3 separate regions of the Zea mays genome follow, and regions 2 and 3 are each linked to region 1. The links are chromatin contacts, called in public Hi-C maps. All regions are on one chromosome and are shown on one strand. Each heading gives the region's core, a stretch centred on a gene start, on an enhancer-like site or on the middle of the called end of the contact. The rest is flanking DNA. Distances are from core to core; before and after follow the strand shown. Region 1 holds the start of LOC103648264 (putative EDM2-like family protein). Region 2 holds the start of LOC100383355. Region 3 holds the start of LOC107161152.

Region 1 (3,252 bases), core at 345-2,844:
CCTAAATTTATCAAAGTTGTTACAGCAAATGAACACTGGTAATTTGCTTTCACGGAGACCAAACAATATGACATTTTGCACAAAAAAAAAGCAAGAACAAATAGATACTCTTTTATTCAGAACAGGGCTAACAACAAGACAAAATGCAGTAAACAATAACTAATGATCTATGGAAGCATTAGCTTACTAATCGAAATAATACACTGAAAACAGGAATATGACATGTGGTTATCAGGTGAATAACCATGAATATAAGAGCACACATTGAAGTGTTCGTAATATAGCAACCTGCAAGGCAACTAGCTTGATAATGTTACTAACAAAGCAGTCATCACCCAAAAGTTAATACACAGTTTCCCACTAATTTGATATTGTAGTTTGAGTATTTGACATCTCATGGCAATACATCAAATATTTAACACTCCAACTGCTCGGCTGCAACTACAGACTTACAATAAAGAATTTAAGCGATAAGCCGATAAGACAAACCGATAAGCTAGAAGCTCGTGAGGGGTGAAAAATTCCTACACAACCTCCATCAAACTACTGGCAATGAGGGGGGTGAAAGATTTGGGGGAATTCAGAATCAACCAGCCGGCCCAGCCCTTAGTGGTCTAAGTTTGCAGACGCTCCACATGAAATTACCACTAAATAAAAATGTTGCACAAGAAGTAACACGAAACAGACGTTCTGACTTAATTGTGGGATAAAATTGACTATATTTAACGCCACACAATCACTAATGCAAATGCAGTCCACACGAAAGAGACGTTCTGACTTAATTGTGGGATAAAAATGTTACAAAACAGTCCACACAAATCTCAGGCTTTCTTTCTATACCACTTCTAGTTCGTTCAAGATTTGTATGGACTGTTTTGTAAGGCCGTATACAAGCAACTGTAAAAGGCTGGAACTGAATTTTTTCCATTGTCTAAAAATATTTAACGCCGCCCTTGAATGCAGGACACCCGATTTTTTTTCAAAGAAATCGAGGTTAGTAGGCATACTGCATGCATATACACTTGTAACTAGATTCAGATCCGGATACAAAAGGTACGTTAGGGTTTAGGCGCACGGTTTCGCACAGCAAGAAGTGAGGACCAAGGGGAGGACGTATCAACGGATTACGTTACGGTTTGGGCGCACGGCTTCGCGCAGCAGGAAGGGAAGACCGGGGGGGGGGGGGGCATACCTGGTGGTGCCCGTCGCCGGCGAAGGTGGCGAAGTAGGGCGGCGGCGGCAGCGACAGCGGGCCCAGTCGTCGTTCGGCGATGGAAGAAGACGATAAGAGGCTTTGGAGTTGCGGTGATGGAAGGAGAGAAGGCAGGGAGGTTTTGGAGTTACAGTAACCGTACTACGTGGTTTAGGCCCTTTTGATAGGCCGTTTGTGTTACAGTAACCGTATTAGGCTTATTCCGATTGAATGGAATTAGATGTGTTTAAATTCCAATTAAGTTAAAGTTCTTTTAAATTTTTTCTAATTTCATCTAATCCATATATAATGGGAATAACTGAATAAGTCCTTACATGGTTGAGGCCCTAAAGCCCCGTTCCGCAAACCCGAATCAAAGCCAGGCCACCAAGCCAACCAGCCCGGGACCCAGTGGATCACTCATTCCTAGCTATAGCCAGGAATCCATCCAGGTGTGGGTCAAAATCATACAGATTTATTCTTGATTCGGGTAAAAAGAACACATGGACCGGATTCTAAACCAGATTGTTTTATTCCGCTTGAAGCAAAACAAGGAATAGACCAATCCATCCAAAACGAACTAGTCGGTTACCCGTGCGTTACGACGGCTCACAACAATATCCACGTAAACTATCAACCAAAAAAATCTCAAATTTTTTATTGATTGTCTCCGCTCTCTACATATTTTTTTAAATTTAACTAACTGATGTTGTTGTTTACTACATCCAATATGTCTTGGTACAATACGACCAATAAAGGGAGCGATTAGAAGAGAGTTCACAACGACTGACTGAACGAACAGAAATTATAAAATGACATAATTCCACCATACAGAGACCAAATAAGAGGAAGTTTGTGAGCTCAAATTTCTAAAATAAGTCACATGAACTCAAACTTATAAAAAGATAGATCAAAATATGAAGTGGTTGCTAAAGTCAGACATCAATAAAAGCTAGATGCGCTCCATACAAATCATGTTACTTCGTAGCAATGACTAACATTTAAAACCAACAAATAACTTTTTCTTTTATTGATAACGTGATAAATCATTGCTGCTTCATCCAATTCAGCAACCTCAAACATCATGGAGTCCATTGGGTTAATGTTGTCTCAGAAACGACCTAATGCATGCAAGAGCCAAGAACACAAGGGACGAGCATCCTGTGGTAGTGCCCGCATAGATCTCCAAATCATAACACATATTTTGCAGGATCCATGAGCCATCATCAGAAGAACACAAACCATGTGCAGACAATAAATAAAGTATTAACACATCCAAGTTATGTTCAGTCCTTAGCACAACAAAAAACTAACACCAAAACAACAAAGGAACAACACAATAATTTCGGCAATGATAGAAGGATGGGTAACAGGTACATAGAAGTGGTAGAAGCATACCGACTTGACACCGGTAAGGGAAAGGGCATGTAGACAGGTGACGCCGAGCCATTGAACGAGTACCATAGGCAGCAAACCAGGGACCCACATCCCTCGCCTCCACCACTTCTAAGGTTTCGTAGAGCAGGAAGGGAAGGCAAGAGGTAGACATATATGTTCGTTGCCGGAGAAGGACACGACGAAGACCTGGGCATCTGGAGGCGACATATATAGTAACTGCTAGATACATATAGGGAGAGAGTAAGCAAACAAAGAAAGAAGCCCAGCCGGAGCAGCTCCAAACCAAGAGGCACCCGCACCAAGCTTCAGTTTGAGAAGGGTGGGAGAATGTGACTGTCTTCCCAACCCTGGACCCGCCGATGCGACACAACACCATCACCAACTCTGTAGCATATGCCGACTACTGTCGCGCTACGGGCCTTGGTTGTCCAATATCTTAGACCTGGTCTACTCATCACCAACATAACCTAAGCGTGGCAAGCGCCACCGTGTCCTCCTCGGCGACACGCACCGAAGAAAGGCCAAGAGGACTCACCCCGTACCCGCGTCGACGAGCATCAGTCGGCTCGCGACTGTGACTGTGGGCAGGGGCAGTAGGTTGGGGAGGAAGAACAGGGCTAAGGCCAGGAAGACGAACGGGACGTCCGACGACGGTGAAAACG
Region 2 (3,252 bases), core at 441-2,940, 180 kb after region 1:
CAGCGGGTGACGGAAAACGGTGGTTGTGCGCGCGTGGTTTTCCTGCACGTCGTTCCGCTCTTCCTCGACGGCCTCAAGGAGCTCTTGGCTGCAGTACGTAGGAAGGTGAGGAATGCGATTTATTATATTAGCGGACGACGGACGCATGCGTCGTCGTCGGTGGTGTGGCAGAACAGAACTTGTACCTCGTAGGGTCCTTCATGCTGATTGCCTGCCAACACATGGGGCACTGGGAGCTCCTCTGGCACCTGTAGGATCCAATACAATCACGATGCTCAGAGAGTCAGAGGTAGTATCAAGCCAAGCAAACGGGTGATTCAGAGCAGATCTTGCGAGGGATTCAGACTAGCTGCCGCGCATCGCATTCAGCACGGATCGATAGAACAACTGCGCGGAAACGAAAACAAACACGGAGAAACAGGAACAGCAGGAAGCAATAACAGTCAGACAGACAGAGCGAGTCCTCACCACTCGAGGATGCACTGGAGGTGGAACTCGTGCTTGCAGCTGGTCACCTGGTGATGGAACAAGAAGAAGAAGAAGAGGTTCAAGAAGCCGCACGCGCAAGGAGGTGGTGGTTCATCTCATCTCATCTCATCTCATCTCATCACGGGAGCACGTACCGCGGAGGGGTCACTGTCGGAGAAGGTCTCGAGGCAGATGCTGCAGGTGTCATCGCAGCCGTCCTGAACGCCGCCCTCCACGAAGGCCGCCGCCGACGAGTGCCTCTCCATCTGCGCCGCCGCCGACGAGTGCCTCTCCATCTGCGCCGCCGCCGCTGCCGCCGCGTCCATCCCCACCTCCCTCCCTCGCTCTCTCTTTCTCTCTCTCCGATCAAAAACCGCTTCCGCGAACGATCCCTGCAACACAGGCTTCGGCAACGGGAGGGGAATCGGGGGCGAGTGTCTCGTATCGCTACCTCCAAACCTACTCAGTCCAAGGCCCAAGCAATAGCACGGCGATCGCCGCCAAATGGTACCACTGCTAGAGATAGAGAATAGATTAGTAGACTGTAGACCAAGTCCGCCGCGTGGAATCGATCTCCTCCCGCGGCCGGCGACGACCGCGGCACGCGTCCACGGCAAGGGAAAAGGCGAGGAAACGGCCCCGCCTCGTCCGTCCGCGGCTGACGGGTGGGCCCGCTGGTATTTTACGCGGTCCGTGACGCTGACATGGTGGGTACATCTAGCCCGCTGGTGCCAAGACAGCCAGACAGGAGGGGACTGGGAGGCCTCGAGAACGGCGACACTGTCAGCCCTCAGCCGTCAAGAGCCGGTGGTCAAAGAACGGTTCGGTCCGCTTATGATTTCTTTTGACACTTGATAAATGTTTGGAACAAATCTAGCTTCAGAAAATTTGGTAGAGTTGTTAGAATATATCATTACGATCTCTATAAAGTCATGAAGCTAGATTTCTAAACATTTAGAAAATCTTTACTACATATTAAGGCTCCAAAGGTAGCCTGCCGTTCTGCCGTCCAGTGATCTCGACCGTCCGTTCGGCCGTCCATGGATCGTCCCCGTCCATGGACCTCGTGCCGCCCCCACAGCCAACCCCTGCTCCAACTGCGATCCCCACGCCGCTCTCCCCCTTCACCCACCAGCCCCCCAAATCTCACGGGCTCACGACGATAGACCCGCCCTCTGTGCCACAAAGGAGCTCCTCTCCATCCCATCTCCAACGTCGCCCCAACCCCCATCACCGACAGGGAACCCACCTCTCACGTCGACACCGCCAGAGGAGGAGATGGTGGAGATACGGGCGTTGCGATCCGAGGCAGCACGCTAGAGCGACGAGAGCGTGGCGACGTGGAGATCATGGGAGTCCTGCGCAGCGTCGCGGCGAGGCGCCCGTCGGGGAGGCAGCGGGCACGGAGAGAGCGGAGAGTGACGGCGACAACGGGTCCCGCCTGTCGCGCGAACCAGGGAAATATCTACATCTCGTCTGCGCCGCCGCTGGGATTTATTAGGGTTCTACTTCTAGCCCAGGCCAACTCCACACCAATCCAATCCTGGGGCGGGCGACTGCCTCCTTCCCTCGATTTGACGTGCGCTTCCTCTTCCTCGCTCGCTCTCGGTCGCAGTCACAGGTACCTACGTCCTGTTCTTCCTCGCTTATGGATTTCTTTCCGCGTGGAAGGTAGTAGATCTCTCTTTGCTCGATCTGTTTTCGTTTTGTAAGATTCATTCACGTCTGCGCTGTGGCTATTTATTCAGATTTGGTCGTCATTTCTGGGTTTGACCAGCGTAAGCATTGGCCCCGATCTGGATTCTGGAGCTTGACTGTATCTCCTTTTGTTTTTTTATTTTGTACTATCTAACATAGATTTTGCGTCTAACAATCATTAAGTTACACGCACGCATGATTATATTTGAAGTTTAACCTTGCCGTGTTGTGGTTAAGTGCGCTTCTGAGCACATTATGTACTGAATTCTGCAAATCAGTAAAGGAATTATAAATTGTAGAGTCAACTTCCGTTAGGGTACGCTAATAACATGCCCGAGAACGTGTATTTCCTTAAGAAGAAGTTCTTCTGCTTATAAAATACTCTTTGTGTCTTTGTTTCTCGGAGGTGCTGCTTTTCTAAAATAAATATCACAGCTTTAGTGATCAGTGATTATTGACTAGGTTATCTGTAACCACCACAGAATCTCTGAAAGTAGACCAGAGAAATCTAGCGGTAATAATCATCGGGGTCAGCTTCTTTAGCCATGCCCCCCGACTGCCCGACGGGGACTTCATGGCAGATTCGAACACCATGTCCATGGGCTTCCCTGTTTTCCCTCCCCTTCCCACCGTCACTCCTTGGAACGCGCTAAACACGTACGGGCAGCCCCATGATTGAATGGGCATTCATTCCCATTGCACGTGCAACCAAATTCGAATTCATGTTATTCTTATCACTGTGGTTTTTCATTTGCCGCAGGCCCACAACACAAGCAACTTTCTTATTACTGTCGGGGTTCCGAAGCCAACAAAAGGACGCATCATTCCAACTAACTTTCAGAGCAGCGCAGCGTGTCTTGCTTTGTTGGTGCCTTGCAAACCGCAGGTGCTGTGCTACAATTGCAGAAATAAGGTGTAGTGTATGAGAAGTAGAGAACCAATGCTCTTTTATAGCCCTCAATAGATATCAGTTTCTTTCTTTTCTTTGATTTACACGCACACTTTCCCAGCTACTGTTTGCTTGTTTGGTATAGCAGGAAGTATCTTTGATATATAAAAATGAGAAATAGGCCAAGGAGTATGCTA
Region 3 (3,252 bases), core at 445-2,944, 140 kb after region 1:
ACGCAGCAGCGTCCGGGCTCTGCTGGTGCGTCATCGTCGTCACGTCCTGCTCCCACGCGATCCCCGTCACCGCGTCCCACTGCCCCATCCCTGTCGCCACGCCCTGCTGCTTCCTGATCGTTTCCTGCTTTCCCGCCTGCTCTAGCAGGGCGGCCAACTCCTGCAGCATCGCCTCGGTTTCGCCGTCCAGGTGGCCGTTTCCAAGGGCGATGTCGAGCCCTTGCTGAGCGTGCTGCTGCTGCGTCATCTCCCGGGGGTTCATGTCGTCATCCACTCCGGCAACCTGCCCCGCGGCGGCCACCTGCTGGTGCTGGTGCTGGTGCATGTCCGGATGGCCGTACCCGTACCCCAGTGCGACCTCCGTGTCATCGTATTGTGCGGCGACGTTATCCAACTGACGAGCGCCGCCCGCGGACATCAACCCCGCCGCCGCGACCTGATGCTGCTGCAGTAGCAGCAACAGCAGCATGTCCTGCTCGCTCGCCACCTGCGACGCGGCAGCCGGCTGCTGCGCCTCAGGCATACGCTGGAGCCATGGCGACGCGTGGGGCACCGCCGCAGGGTCGTGGTCGTGGTACGGCTGCGCCGAGGCGAATTGCTGCGACATGATGCCCATCCCCGTAGCAAACTCCGCCGTGCAGGCTTCCTCCATCGGCTGCGGCATCTCCTGGTGGCCGCCAGGCCCGCCACGAATCCCGGCATACTGCGGGGCGGGGTATTGGTGCTGCCACGCAGCGGCCGGGGCCTGCTGCATCATCGTCAGTAGGTCATGTTCCCTCGCGCCCCCCGCCGCCGCGTCCCAGTACTGCCCCATCTCTGTTTTCTGGATGATCTGCTGCTTTCTGTTTCTGGAGAGCTCTGCCATATCCAACAACTCCTGCAGCTGCAGAATCTCCTGGGATAGCTCGGCCGGGTGGCCGTGCCCAAGGATGATGCCGTGCTCATTCTCGGCGTCTTGCGTCACAAGGTGCTGCTGCTCGCCCGTCGTCGCCCCCCAACCGCCCAGCAGCCTGTAGTCCTGCTCGTGCTGCAGCGCGGCGTCGACCTGCGCCTGCGCCTGCGCCTCCAGCCCTGCGGCAGCAACGTCGACCGGCTCGGACGCGACCTCGGCGTCGAACTCCTCCCGCGCATCGTCGACCTGCTCCCTGTACTTGTCGTTCACCTCCTGGTCCTGGAGGATGCAGAGGTAGGAGACGCGGTCGAAGGTGGGGTCCCGCGCCCACGCCCTGGCCTCTTCGACGAGCGTGTCCACGGCGAGCCGCCTCTGCTCGGGGAGTCCGATGTCCTCGGGCATCTTGGACACGTTGCTGGCGCCGAAGACGCCGTGCACGGCGGCGAACTCCTCCGCCGAGAAGTAGGCCGCGAAGACGCAGCGCGGCACGCATCTGCACCGGAGCGTCCTGCACGCCCCGCATGGCGCCCCCGCCACAGCGCCCCCGTCCGCCGGCATCTCCTTCGCGCAGCGCAGCGCAGGGTGACGCCTGGCGCTGGGCTGGAGCAGTGCAACTGTGCAAGTGGGGAGGTGTTGTTCGTCCTCGTTGGGAACAGAGAAAAACAGAAAGTCGTTTGGGATGGAATCCTCGGTCAGGTGGCTGGCTGTGGGTCCCACGGCCAAAAGGGATAGTTGAGCGTCTCTGGGCACTGGGCCCAGGTTAGTTACGGGTGCGGTAAAAAAAACGTGGATTTCAATCTTCGATTCATAGATCGTACTAACAACTCGGATTGTCGAAAATTAAACACGATATGTCTCCTGCCTTCGAAGCAAAAGTAGTTGATGGTAGAACATGCATGGTGGCCACGGAGTCGAGGATTTGAAATCAAAGAACAACTGCCTCATTCTTAGTTTGCTGCACAGGTTGTTCACTTCAGAGCACTCCTCCTGGCCTGGGCTCGCTGGATACGCGAGCACGTGTGCATGGCAACTCTTCATGGTAGTGTGTCCGGTGACCACTGGGAAACGATCCACACTCTGCTGCCCCTCTACCGATCCATCACAAGCTAGCTGTTCAGTTCATGACGGCAGTTCTACTGCTTTCTGCTATGATGCATGCCACGGGGAGGACGATCTCGCTACAAGATTTCCAGCCTTGTATAGTCAGAGTCAGAGATCAGCGTCCGATCAGTCATGGATACAAGTATCTGACTCTCACCTGGTTCCCCGCCTCAGCCCCCAAGCAGCTGAAGAACGGGGCTGCCTGCGGATGTCTCTGAGCACCCTCGAGTTGACGAACTCGCCAGATGCTCGGTCTTGCCCGATCATCCACAGAAATGGGAAGCTCCTCACCGTGTTAGGGTTCGGATGGCTGCTTTACTTCGTGTGTTCGATCGCCCTTTCCTCCTTCATGTTTCGTGCCGCGAGCTGTAGACGGACGATGGCTGTCAGGCAACGTTTTGGGCCATATTTACTGGACCGTAGTGCCCGGGCTAGCCGGGCTATGCCTCCGCCACTGATTCTGATGTTCTCGCAATAAACCAGATCAAGAGTAGAAACACAACTTTATCCTTAGTGTTTAAATTAGAATAAATTTATAGTTATCAAGGACACAATTGTAATTTCGTCTGAACTGTGTCACATGTCTATAAATAGATGAACAGTAACATATATTATTCACGTGATCATTGAAGAGAGTAATTAGAGAAAGTCCAAAGTGCAATCTCAGTTATTCATTCTCATAAAGGTATTCTTCTATTTCCCTTCGCACGGAGCCGAAGATACAAATGTATTCATTTGTTTTTGTATTATTCAAAGTATGATCTTATAACATATATAAATAAAAGAAAGGAAGAGTTAATCTCTTATCATTTACTCACCATTTTAACATGAACACCTTTGTCATATTATAAACTTTCACTTATGAACAACCTTCAACGAAGGATTGATTGGAGGCGAAATTACATACCCACTATCACCTTTGTCCAAGAACTATTATCTTCAAAATAAGATAATGCTTCGAATGACGAAGATTCTTAATGTTTAATTAATATTATGTTGCCTTATTTTTAATTGATAGCAATTGAAAACAAGTAACCAATAGTGGCGTATCCAGAATTTTACTATAGGGTATGCCAGCTAAAATTTACATATACATTTGATCAAATTATTTTGACCAAACCATTCGATAATTCAGTGATAGTTTAAAATTTGAACATTATTAGATATGCATACACTAAATTACACAATAAATTTTATTTTAACCTCAAACTTAAAAATCAAGTTAAAATATTCTTGAACTATAAATGGGCCCATCATCA

What was found. A called contact is a pair of places that touch in the nucleus more often than the background predicts.
Region 2: a contact with region 1 is called in a Hi-C map of ear, with 2.6 times the contacts expected there. The contact joins the promoter of LOC100383355 here to the promoter of LOC103648264 in region 1. A contact is called at or near these places in 6 of 25 Hi-C or Micro-C datasets (bundle sheath, ear and leaf).
Region 3: a Hi-C map of ear shows a contact between it and region 1, with 4 times the contacts expected there. The contact joins the promoter of LOC107161152 here to the promoter of LOC103648264 in region 1. A contact is called at or near these places in 7 of 25 Hi-C or Micro-C datasets (bundle sheath, ear, leaf and 3 more) and 1 of 3 datasets of contacts at active chromatin or transcription factors (leaf).

The regions. Positions count from the first base shown.
Region 1 is chr2:240,628,281-240,631,532 of Zm-B73-REFERENCE-NAM-5.0, reverse strand. LOC103648264 (putative EDM2-like family protein) reads right to left here and starts at 1,594. Exons shown (of 12, transcript XM_008672753.3): 1 at 1,193-1,594.
Region 2 is chr2:240,450,498-240,453,749 of Zm-B73-REFERENCE-NAM-5.0, reverse strand. It overlaps LOC100383355, which reads left to right and starts at 1,690. Exons shown (of 5, transcript NM_001176011.1): 1 at 1,690-3,252. It overlaps LOC100191926, which reads right to left and starts at 961. Exons shown (of 7, transcript NM_001359564.1): 1 at 624-961; 2 at 469-515; 3 at 186-248; 4 at 1-88. The coding sequence starts at 794.
Region 3 is chr2:240,486,843-240,490,094 of Zm-B73-REFERENCE-NAM-5.0, reverse strand. LOC107161152 reads right to left here and starts at 1,694. Exons shown (of 1, transcript NM_001319219.1): 1 at 1-1,694. The coding sequence starts at 1,450.